Linked DNA regions of Mus musculus: regions 2 and 3 are each linked to region 1. Evidence: chromatin contacts called from public Hi-C and HiChIP or PLAC-seq data. All regions are on one chromosome and are shown on one strand. The core of a region is the stretch at or near the end of the contact, and the rest is flanking DNA. Distances in the headings are between cores, read along the strand shown. Region 1 has its middle 280 kb from the start of Gm41333. Region 2 overlaps Pvt1 (Pvt1 oncogene). Region 3 overlaps Pvt1 (Pvt1 oncogene).

What was found. A called contact is a pair of places that touch in the nucleus more often than the background predicts. HiChIP or PLAC-seq counts read pairs in DNA pulled down with a chosen protein or histone mark.
Region 2: a contact with region 1 is called in a Hi-C map of Th1 cells, with 2.6 times the contacts expected there. The contact joins two enhancer-like sites. A contact is called at or near these places in 1 of 484 Hi-C or Micro-C datasets (Th1 cells) and 2 of 115 datasets of contacts at active chromatin or transcription factors (CD8 T cells and pancreatic cancer cells).
Region 3: a FOXA1 HiChIP or PLAC-seq map of pancreatic cancer cells shows a contact between it and region 1. The contact joins two enhancer-like sites. A contact is called at or near these places in 1 of 484 Hi-C or Micro-C datasets (nephron progenitors) and 2 of 115 datasets of contacts at active chromatin or transcription factors (microglia and pancreatic cancer cells).

What each region holds. Positions count from the first base shown.
Region 1 is chr15:62,391,152-62,393,901 of GRCm38.p6, reverse strand. No RefSeq gene overlaps it. Among named protein-coding and RNA genes, the nearest start is that of Gm41333, 280 kb to the left of the region's middle. Within about 2 kb of position 1,406, at least 86 of the 459 cell types and tissues checked have an H3K27ac peak or open chromatin away from gene starts, as enhancers often do. A contact at or near this core is called in CD8 T cells, Th1 cells and pancreatic cancer cells, where this site is marked.
Region 2 is chr15:62,177,440-62,180,377 of GRCm38.p6, reverse strand. All of the region lies in intron 2 of Pvt1 (Pvt1 oncogene), which reads right to left. Among named protein-coding and RNA genes, the nearest start is that of Pvt1, 140 kb to the right of the region's middle. Within about 2 kb of position 1,652, at least 61 of the 459 cell types and tissues checked have an H3K27ac peak or open chromatin away from gene starts, as enhancers often do. A contact at or near this core is called in CD8 T cells, Th1 cells and pancreatic cancer cells, where this site is marked.
Region 3 is chr15:62,137,670-62,140,618 of GRCm38.p6, reverse strand. All of the region lies in intron 1 of Pvt1 (Pvt1 oncogene), which reads right to left. Among named protein-coding and RNA genes, the nearest start is that of Pvt1, 100 kb to the right of the region's middle. Within about 2 kb of position 1,343, at least 73 of the 459 cell types and tissues checked have an H3K27ac peak or open chromatin away from gene starts, as enhancers often do. A contact at or near this core is called in pancreatic cancer cells, where this site is marked.

The DNA of each region.
Region 1 (2,750 bases), core at 157-2,656:
CATATAAGCATATGTATATGTATACAACTCAATAGAAAATGGACTCATGCACCTTCCTCCATGGATCTCCAAGGTGACAAAGCATCAATTGCATGATCACTTGAAGGAAGGTGACCCATATGCTACACACTTGCAACAGCGGGGAATCCAGCTAAGTTCTTCTCACCCTCCTTTTTAACTGGTGATTGTTGGCAAGTTTCACAAAACCAGAACATGGTTATCAAGTGGCAAGAATTGGGAAATTTAATTGGTTTCCCAATGATTAATAGTTGTTAGATGGTTAACCCTGTGGAACCGAAATGACTCACCAGCATCCTTGACTTACTGCTCTTGGTTTCATTAGCCTCGTTCCCCCCTTGCTGTGGTCCCCCTAGGAGGCCTTTGCTGAGCTCCTAGTATGTGTCTGGGGAAGCCACCAACTCCTGATGGCCCTAAAGGCCTCTTTCCTTTTTCTCATTTCTTTTTCTGTGGTGTCAGAGATAGAACACGGGGCCTCTCAAATGCTAGGCACACACTCTACTCTGAGCTCAGTCTTTGAGTTCTCTTTAGACAGGAGGTTACTATGTAGCCCAGATAAGCATAAAAGTTGTAGACCAAGCTAGACTTGGGCTTGAAATATCCTAATTGCCATGTAAGTGATACTGGGGTGCTTCTCTCTGTCTCTGTCTGTCTCTTTCTGTGTGTCTCTATCTCTCTGTCTTTCTGTCTCTCTGTCTGTTTGTGAATGAGTGTGTGTGTTTGTGTGTGTCTCAGCAGCTGAATAAAACACTCCTAGTTCCTGCTATGCTTCACACTCCGGGGTTCAACATTGAAGCTACTGATTGTGGTGATAACAGCAAGGAGGTACTAAAAGGACTGCCTCAGAACAATGCTCTTCATTCAGCTGGGTGGTTCACAGTCTGAATGTGAAGAAACTGGGCTCTCTGCATATTTCAAGAAGAAAGGACCTTAATACAGGAAACTAAAAGCACAACTGTTGTATAGGCTCATAATGACAAGGGACTCTGAAATGGCAGGAACTCAGGAAGCAGTGTGGACACAGATAAACCTCAACATGGGCAAAAAGAAGCAAATGGCAACATCCCATACCTCCTGCATGTGCTCCACTACAGCTACTAAGAATAGAGGCCATTGTTTCTTCACGACTTTCTAGTGAAAGTTGAGGAAATCTGGCCCAGAGGCAGAGTTCTCACATACAGGCAAGAACATAGGCAGAAGGAAGGAAGGGGTGTTGTTGGTTGGTACTCCAACATACTGAGAAATCTGAGAAGACTTCCCAAAGAATGTGGTGCAGAAGGCACAGTTTTGAAAACTTGAGGTCAGCCAAGCCTTGACTTGGTCAGTGATTCATCAGAGGAGTTTCCCTTTCTAGACTGCAGGATCCCAAAGTACGGAAGTGCACCCTTCCCGAGAAGAACTGCTCTTATGCAACTAAATGAAGAGGGAGCCATAAATAGCTTGGTTTGTTTCCTTCCTGGGGAAAGAGATGTAGAAGTTAGTTATTAAAGGAAAAATCAATAACCATCGTCATTGAAACTGTAAGTATAGAAGGGGCTTCTCTCCCAATATACTGTACAGGTAGTTGGGAATTGTGTTAAGAAAAGATTGTTCAAGGTAGGAAAGCCTGTTAATTACAATGACAGCAGAGCACTGAATAGAGATGAGATCCCTAGGTCCTCTCTGGATATAAGCACCACCTCCCTTTTCGGTCCCAGTTTCTTTCTTTCCAGAAATACATCAGGAACAAACTCTCCAGAGAACCATTCCATTGACAGCTTACCTAGCACACAGGCCTCCGAGTTTAGATAGATTTAGCTCATTGTTCTTTGAAAACAAGGACCTAGCAGTGACAAGTACCTCCCACATCTCTTGCTAAGAGCTCTGGACAGCCCTGCCTTTGAATTCTGCAAGAGTCTTTGAGCTAAGTCTTTTACCCACATCTTCCTCATGAGGAAGCATGAACTAGGAAGGGTAGACTCGAACATCTGCTGCTGCATACCAAAGCTCAAGCCCAGAGGTGAGGAATAATTGAAGAAAGGAAAGTCCCTTATTGTATCTCTATTATAAGGTAACTGAATTCTAGTGGGTGTTTCTCAGTCACCTTACAGAATCATGAGGAACATTGAGTTGCTCTGTGGCTGTTTTTCCTACCTTTTATACCATGACCAAATAGGCAATAGTGGTGGCTCACCTTTCCCAAGAAGAGTAGACATCTTTGAGATTCCACAGTTACCTCCCAAACTCCATCTGCATTATTGTCTCAGAAGTATAGATTTAAACATTTAGTTGGTTCTTATAGACTAAAATTCACATGGCTTTCAAAGTTTTTGTTGTTGTTGTTGTTGTTGTTGTTGTTGTTGTTGTTGTTGTTGTTGTTGTTGTTGTTGCTGTTGCTGCTGCTGCTGCTGCTGTTACTGCTGCTGCTGCTGGGGGGGGGGCTGTTGTTGTTGATAATGATGATGTTGTTGTTTTTATTTTTCAGATATAACTTACCTTCCAGGGCTTTCTTCCTTGTTAGTTTTTATATTCTTCAACTTTCATTATGTATTAGAAAAATGCTCATCTTAGTGAACAGAACCTAGAGATACACCTCAAAAATAAAGCTACGAACACATTACAAAGACATGACCCTTGCTTCTTCCATTGGACAATGAGTTTATCACATTCTTTTTCCCTATCATGCCCCGTCTTACCTTGCATTTGTTACTAGTTCTGTGACGTTCCAGATCATTTTCACATTAAGATTTGAA
Region 2 (2,938 bases), core at 403-2,902, 210 kb after region 1:
GAAGGACCAGAGTCCTAGATGAATCCCCATCAGGTCTTGAAAGTGAGGTGTTCAATGGGTCACAAGGTATAAGACCAGAGCAAAGCCAAAGCTCTCTCTCTATACATAGTCCTAGCAGCCTGATGCTGTAAAAACAGCAGTGCTCATTACAGGCCAAGTTGTAGTGATGAGGAAGCAAATATCATCAATCAGTGGGGGTTCTGTATTGGGTAAACATCAAAGCAGGGGCATAGCCAGATAAGGACAATAACTTATGATGACTCGATTTGGTCTACCTTGTTGCAAAACTTGGATTGGAAAGGAGTGCTTTTGTGCCCTCAGCAGTCTAAGTGCGTTCAGCTTGTGGCCTGAGGTGGATGTCAGCCAGCTGATTCAGACAATTGAATACATTGTGTCTCCCCAGTGTCTCAATTGATGGTTAGATACATTGTGTCTACTCAGTGTGTCAATTTGGCTGGGCCAAGAGCTACAAAGGGAACCAGTTAAGGACATTTCTAAGGAGGATTGATGATGGTGTTTCCAGAGAAGGGAGGGAAAGTGAGTGAGTGTGGTGAGTAGCTTACATCAGTATGGGTGAACATCATCCAGCCCACTGAGGATCAGAACTCAAGGATGCCTAGAAAGCTGAATAAGGAAGCAGGAGAAGCAAGTTCATTCTTTCTCTGCCTGGGCACTTGCGCTGAGACACTCTTTCATAATTCTGTCTATGCACACAGCCAGCTTCTCTAGTTTCCAGGTATACACAGCAGACCATCAGAACTTCACAAGCTCCATGATAATCTCTGTCAATGCCTTATGAAAAATAAATCCTTCTCCATATAGACACAGATATTGAGATACATGTCTATCTTTCATTGCACATTGGCTCTATCGTTCAAGACAATCCTGACTAATATATCTAGATTCCCCACCCCAACCCCCAAGACAAGGTTTTTCTGTGTGGCTGTAGCTGTCCTGAAACTCACTCTGTAGACCAGCCAGGCTAGTCTCAAACTCAAGAGATCCTTTTTCCTCTGCCTCCTAAATGCTGAGATTAAAGGCATGTGCCACCAACAACCTGAAATATTTTAATGATAGAGATAGTAGCTTATATATAGCTAGAACCTCAACCTGCTATAGCACCTGACTTGACACAGAAGAGTTGAGGACAAGGAGGGCACTGGAGCATCCTGCATTCATTACAAATAATGAATAACAGAATAAGAGCTAAGGCTATGCTCTCAAGGGAAGTTACACAAATCCCAGGCCCAGCTCTGCATAGTCAGATTCACATCCCACAAAAGTACTGTAGAAAGAATCCGGCTCATCTTCAGAAGAAATGAGCTGGTAGGAGGGGGTAAGTGGAGACGGGAAGGGGATGAGAAGACGTGGGGGAATAGGAAAGGAGGGGGAACCCTGCTGGAGAAGAAGGCAGGAGACAGGAAAGGGTGTCCTCATCAGACAGGTCCAGAAACAGAAGCCCCGTGTTCTCTTGGGAAAGCCACTACAGCTAGCAGCCTGATTTCAGGCTATGCAATTGCCCCCAGATTCCAGCCATGGCCTTCTGAATTGCCTAGGCATGGGAACAACAGCTCTTCCTCAAGGACCGCAGGCGCCCTGCACAGTGGCATCCTGCGGTATCTCAGTAAATACTGAGCAATAAAAAGTAAACACTTGTGCAATAAAAAGAAAGCAGACGGGATGGAAAGAACTTTATGAACTGTGAAGTCCTAAGCAGATGGTAAGGCGTGCTTTGCTTCTGGAAGCAGGCAGGGTAGCCCTTGTTTGGAAGGGGCAGACTTCAGTGTCATCTTTGCTTTGAAGACCAAAGTCAGGATGCTGCCATTCAATTGACACTAGAGACCCTAAGTATGTCCTTTAAGCCTGTGTTGATGCCAAAGGTTCAGGTTAGTGAGAGAATATCTAGAGCCATCTAAGTAAATATGAATTAGCCTGGAAGAAAGGCTGAGAGCCAAGGGGGGAAAAAAGTGTCACTTCTTCAAGGTATATCAAAGCCTGTGAATCCAGTAAGGACCCCTGTGAATTCCACAGCCAGGCCTTTCTTGATTTAGTTATAGCTGGGATGCACATTTCTCTGTGTGTCCAGCTGCTAGAGTCATACTCACAAATGCTCTTGACTTTAGCTGCTGCTCCCACCTCTACGGAACCCATCACGATGGTCATCACAAAGAAAGCATGTGACCGGGCATCATCAGAGACAGACGTCATCAGAAAAGACACAATTAGGCACATTCCCCCCCCCCCTAGATGTACAAATCCCTCCTCTTCATTTGCTTTCATGATTTGACATTCATTGAGCTCCGCCTTTAGCACTAAAAATACACTCTAGGTCAAAGGCACTGTACTAAAACCTCGGTATGAAACCACAAGAAACCGTAATAGACAAATGGGCCAATATTGGAGGTGGTTTGAAAAGACGTTGCTGTCACAGGGAGAGTACAATGAGCCACAGTTACTACTGTGAAAACTGACAACCGGAAACAACCTTTCAACATGTACCTTGTGGCTAATGAGTAGTGCTGGCTTGTGTCTATAGGCAGGAAAGCAGAAGCCCACAGATGCCCTATCATTAAAGCCAATGGAGGCCAGGAAGGGCACAGTCAGGCAAAGAACTAAGAATAACAGACATGGAAAGAGACGCTAGGGAGGAACCCAAAAGGGAAAGGGGGAGAGTCAACACATATATGCTATCGGTATCTTTGGTCTACTTTCTATATAACACCCTTAGTTATGATAGCTTATTAATAAAAGGGATTCATTTTAGCTCATGGTTCTAGACACTAGGAAGCACAAGACCAGGTAACTTTATCTAGTAAGCTTCTGGGGAGTATCTTAGGGCAGGAAGGGAAATGAGTGTATCCGTAAGGAAAAGATGGGGCGAATCAAGAGGCATCAAAGATAACCCACTGTATTTTAAAGGGGCAGGATAGCTATTCAT
Region 3 (2,949 bases), core at 94-2,593, 250 kb after region 1:
GTCTCTTTGAAACTTCATTTACTCCTTTACAACAAGAAATACAGGATCTGTCACTCGCAGGCTGAATTCATACTGAGAAATGAATGAAAATGCCTACCTTGGGGTTCAGCACACAACAGATACTGTCTAGAAATATCTAGAATAGAAAAATTGAAATATAGAATAACTAGAATAGAGAATAGAATATCTAGAATAGAAAAGACTGACATGTGTACACATGCATACACAGACAGACAGACAGACAGACACAGAGACAGACAGACAGAGATACACCTAGCTGGCCTCTCTGAATAGGCATCAAATTAACCTGTAGAAGAACAGTGAAGACAGGTGAATGTGCTGCTGTCCATGCAATCAACGAGCTAATAGGCACCCCTGCTTACTTCCTTCTTATTGGGGAGGGGGTGGGGGAGACTTAAATGAAGAAAAGAAAATTTAAATAGGGACAGTTGGATCCCAGCATATGCAGCATATGCAGAAGCAACAGCAGCACAAACAGAACAAAACTCCAGCCCTGCCTGCCCCAGAAGTGACTGTCAGTCAGTCCTACCCCAGCACTGCTTCTCCAGGGAGCAGCTGGCAAGCCACCATCACGAAGCCAGCAGTCTGTATGTTGCAGGCCCACAAATCCCAGCTCTCAGGATACGAAGCAGGGAGGATCATTTCACAGTTATCCCTCGACTACACAGTGAGTTTGAGGCCAGCCTAGGTGACACGAGATAGGGTCTCTGAAACATAAAATGAATTGAAAATCACTTTAACTTTCCCCACATCCCTCAAGAATAGATTCTCCCTCCCAAGAAGGGAGTCCCCATAATTTCAGGAAGCATCTAAAGACTTTTAAACCTTACAGAGCTCGTAAAGACAATAGTCCAGAATTTCCAGCTCAAAGCTTGGGAGAAACATTTGCATTTGTCTTTTCCTCAATTGAAATTCTCAAGGTAACTGAACCAAGGCTGCTCATCTCTCCTCTCTTTCTCTAGAATGCCCATCGTGACGGCTCAGGGGCACCCTCAGGCAGCTTCCCTGCCACTCAGATCTCAGACACCCGAAGCAGCACAGGGAGGTGGTATTCCTAGGAAATCTGTGTGACAGAAGCAGGAAGCAGGGCAAAGTGGCCCTGCCGAGTTTTCCAGAGGAAATGAGTCAAGGGGTGTTATGCAGTCACACATGGCCAGGCGAGGAAACGGCATTGTCTGGGGACCAGCACACAGAGCCTTATATAAGGGGCACCCTCTCACTTTCTGGCTGTGGCCGTATTTGGGGATTGGCAGACCCATGAGAAGGGGCACCTCTGGCCTATGTAAACAAGAGCTGCATTAGGGTGGCAGGCAGAGGTCTGGGTGTGGATTCTCACTGGCTCAATGCTAGGGAGGAAACTGACTCACATGTCTTCATGCTGAGCCACACACTGGTTAGGCTGCTGCTCTGAGGACAGACTACCAGTCTCCATCTGCACAAAGTATGCCTTCAATACATGCCAATCTGGGTCCTAAGGAAAAAACACGGTGCCACCCTATCACAGACAGAGAAGTAAAGCAGAAAGACACAGGGTCCTAAGGCTGCAGGAAAGTCTGGCCAGGGGTCCCTGGCAGTGTAGGAGAGGAAAACAAATGGCTGGAGTTCACAAGACATCTTCGAAATGAGCACACCTTCTCACAGAAATGAGACATCTTCGAAATGCCCCACAAGCAGCAAGCACAGAGAGACAGGAAGTCAGAAACACAGCAATCCTGCTGCATGAACCAGAGTGGCCCCTTACCACATTGAGCAGATTCTACAAATCCAACGGAATCAATTCAGTGGATGCAGCCCTTGATATAGTACAGAAGAGGAGAGAGAATCAGCTGCAAAGAAAGGGATTCTCTGGAAGGCCGCACGTGCAGACCAGCTTTGCAGCGCCCACACATACATGTGCAAACACATACACCTTCTTTTCAAAAGCTGAAGCCAGGTCTCTGGCTGAACTCAATCCTCCATGGACTTTGAAGAATCAGCATTGAAGCCGCACAGTGCTTGTGTGCGCCTTTAATCCCAGCACTGGGGAGGCAGGGGCAGGTGCATCTCTTGAGTTTGAGGCCAGCCTGCTCTACAGAGGGAGTTCCAGGACAGTCAGAGCTACACAAAGAAACCCTGTCTCAGAAAGAAAGAAAGAAAGAAAGAAAGAAAGAAAGAAAGAAAGAAAGAAAGAAAGAAAGAAAGAAAGAAAGAAAGAAAGAAAGAAAGAGGGAGGGAGGGAGGGAGGGAGGTAGGGAGGGAGGGAGGGAGGGAGGGAGGGAGGGAGGGAAGGAGGGAAGGAAGGAAGGAAGGAAGGAAGGAAGGAAGGAAGGAAGGAAGGAAGGAAGGAAAAGAAAAACAAACAAACAAAAAAATCAGAATTGAAGCCAGGTTTGTTTGAGGTTTCATCAAAGGGAAAAAAAATTCAGAGAGTTTTAGAAAGTTGGAGGTGCAGGACAAAATATTTGGTCCCTGTGTCATGTTAGCAGAGAACCTGACCTCATGCCTCATCACTCCTGTGTGCTGTGTATGAGTTTCCCACCTCAAGGACCCTGGGAGAAGTCTACTTCAAGGTAAAATCTAAGGCAGACACTGATGTGTAACTGACATCTGTCAATTCCCGCTCAAGCTCACAGCTATCTGGATTTCAGTTTCGGAGCCCGTCCCCACATCTCTGCGGACTCCTTCCTTCTGGCCCTATTCCAGCATCCTGCCTTAGCTCTCATGATCTTGCTATATCAGCCCTTTTTATCGAAGCATGGCTCCCCGTGTGAGCTGTCAAAAGCATTTCCCCATGACAAGCTCATACTATGTACCTTTATTAGCCCTTTTCCCTTTGCATGATTGCAAAGTGAGATACGAGACGGAGAAAGTTTCCTGGAAGAAAGTCCTTCATCTATGTCAAGGGTGATAACAACCTCCGTTTCATCATTTCTAGTGGGACGAGGCAAG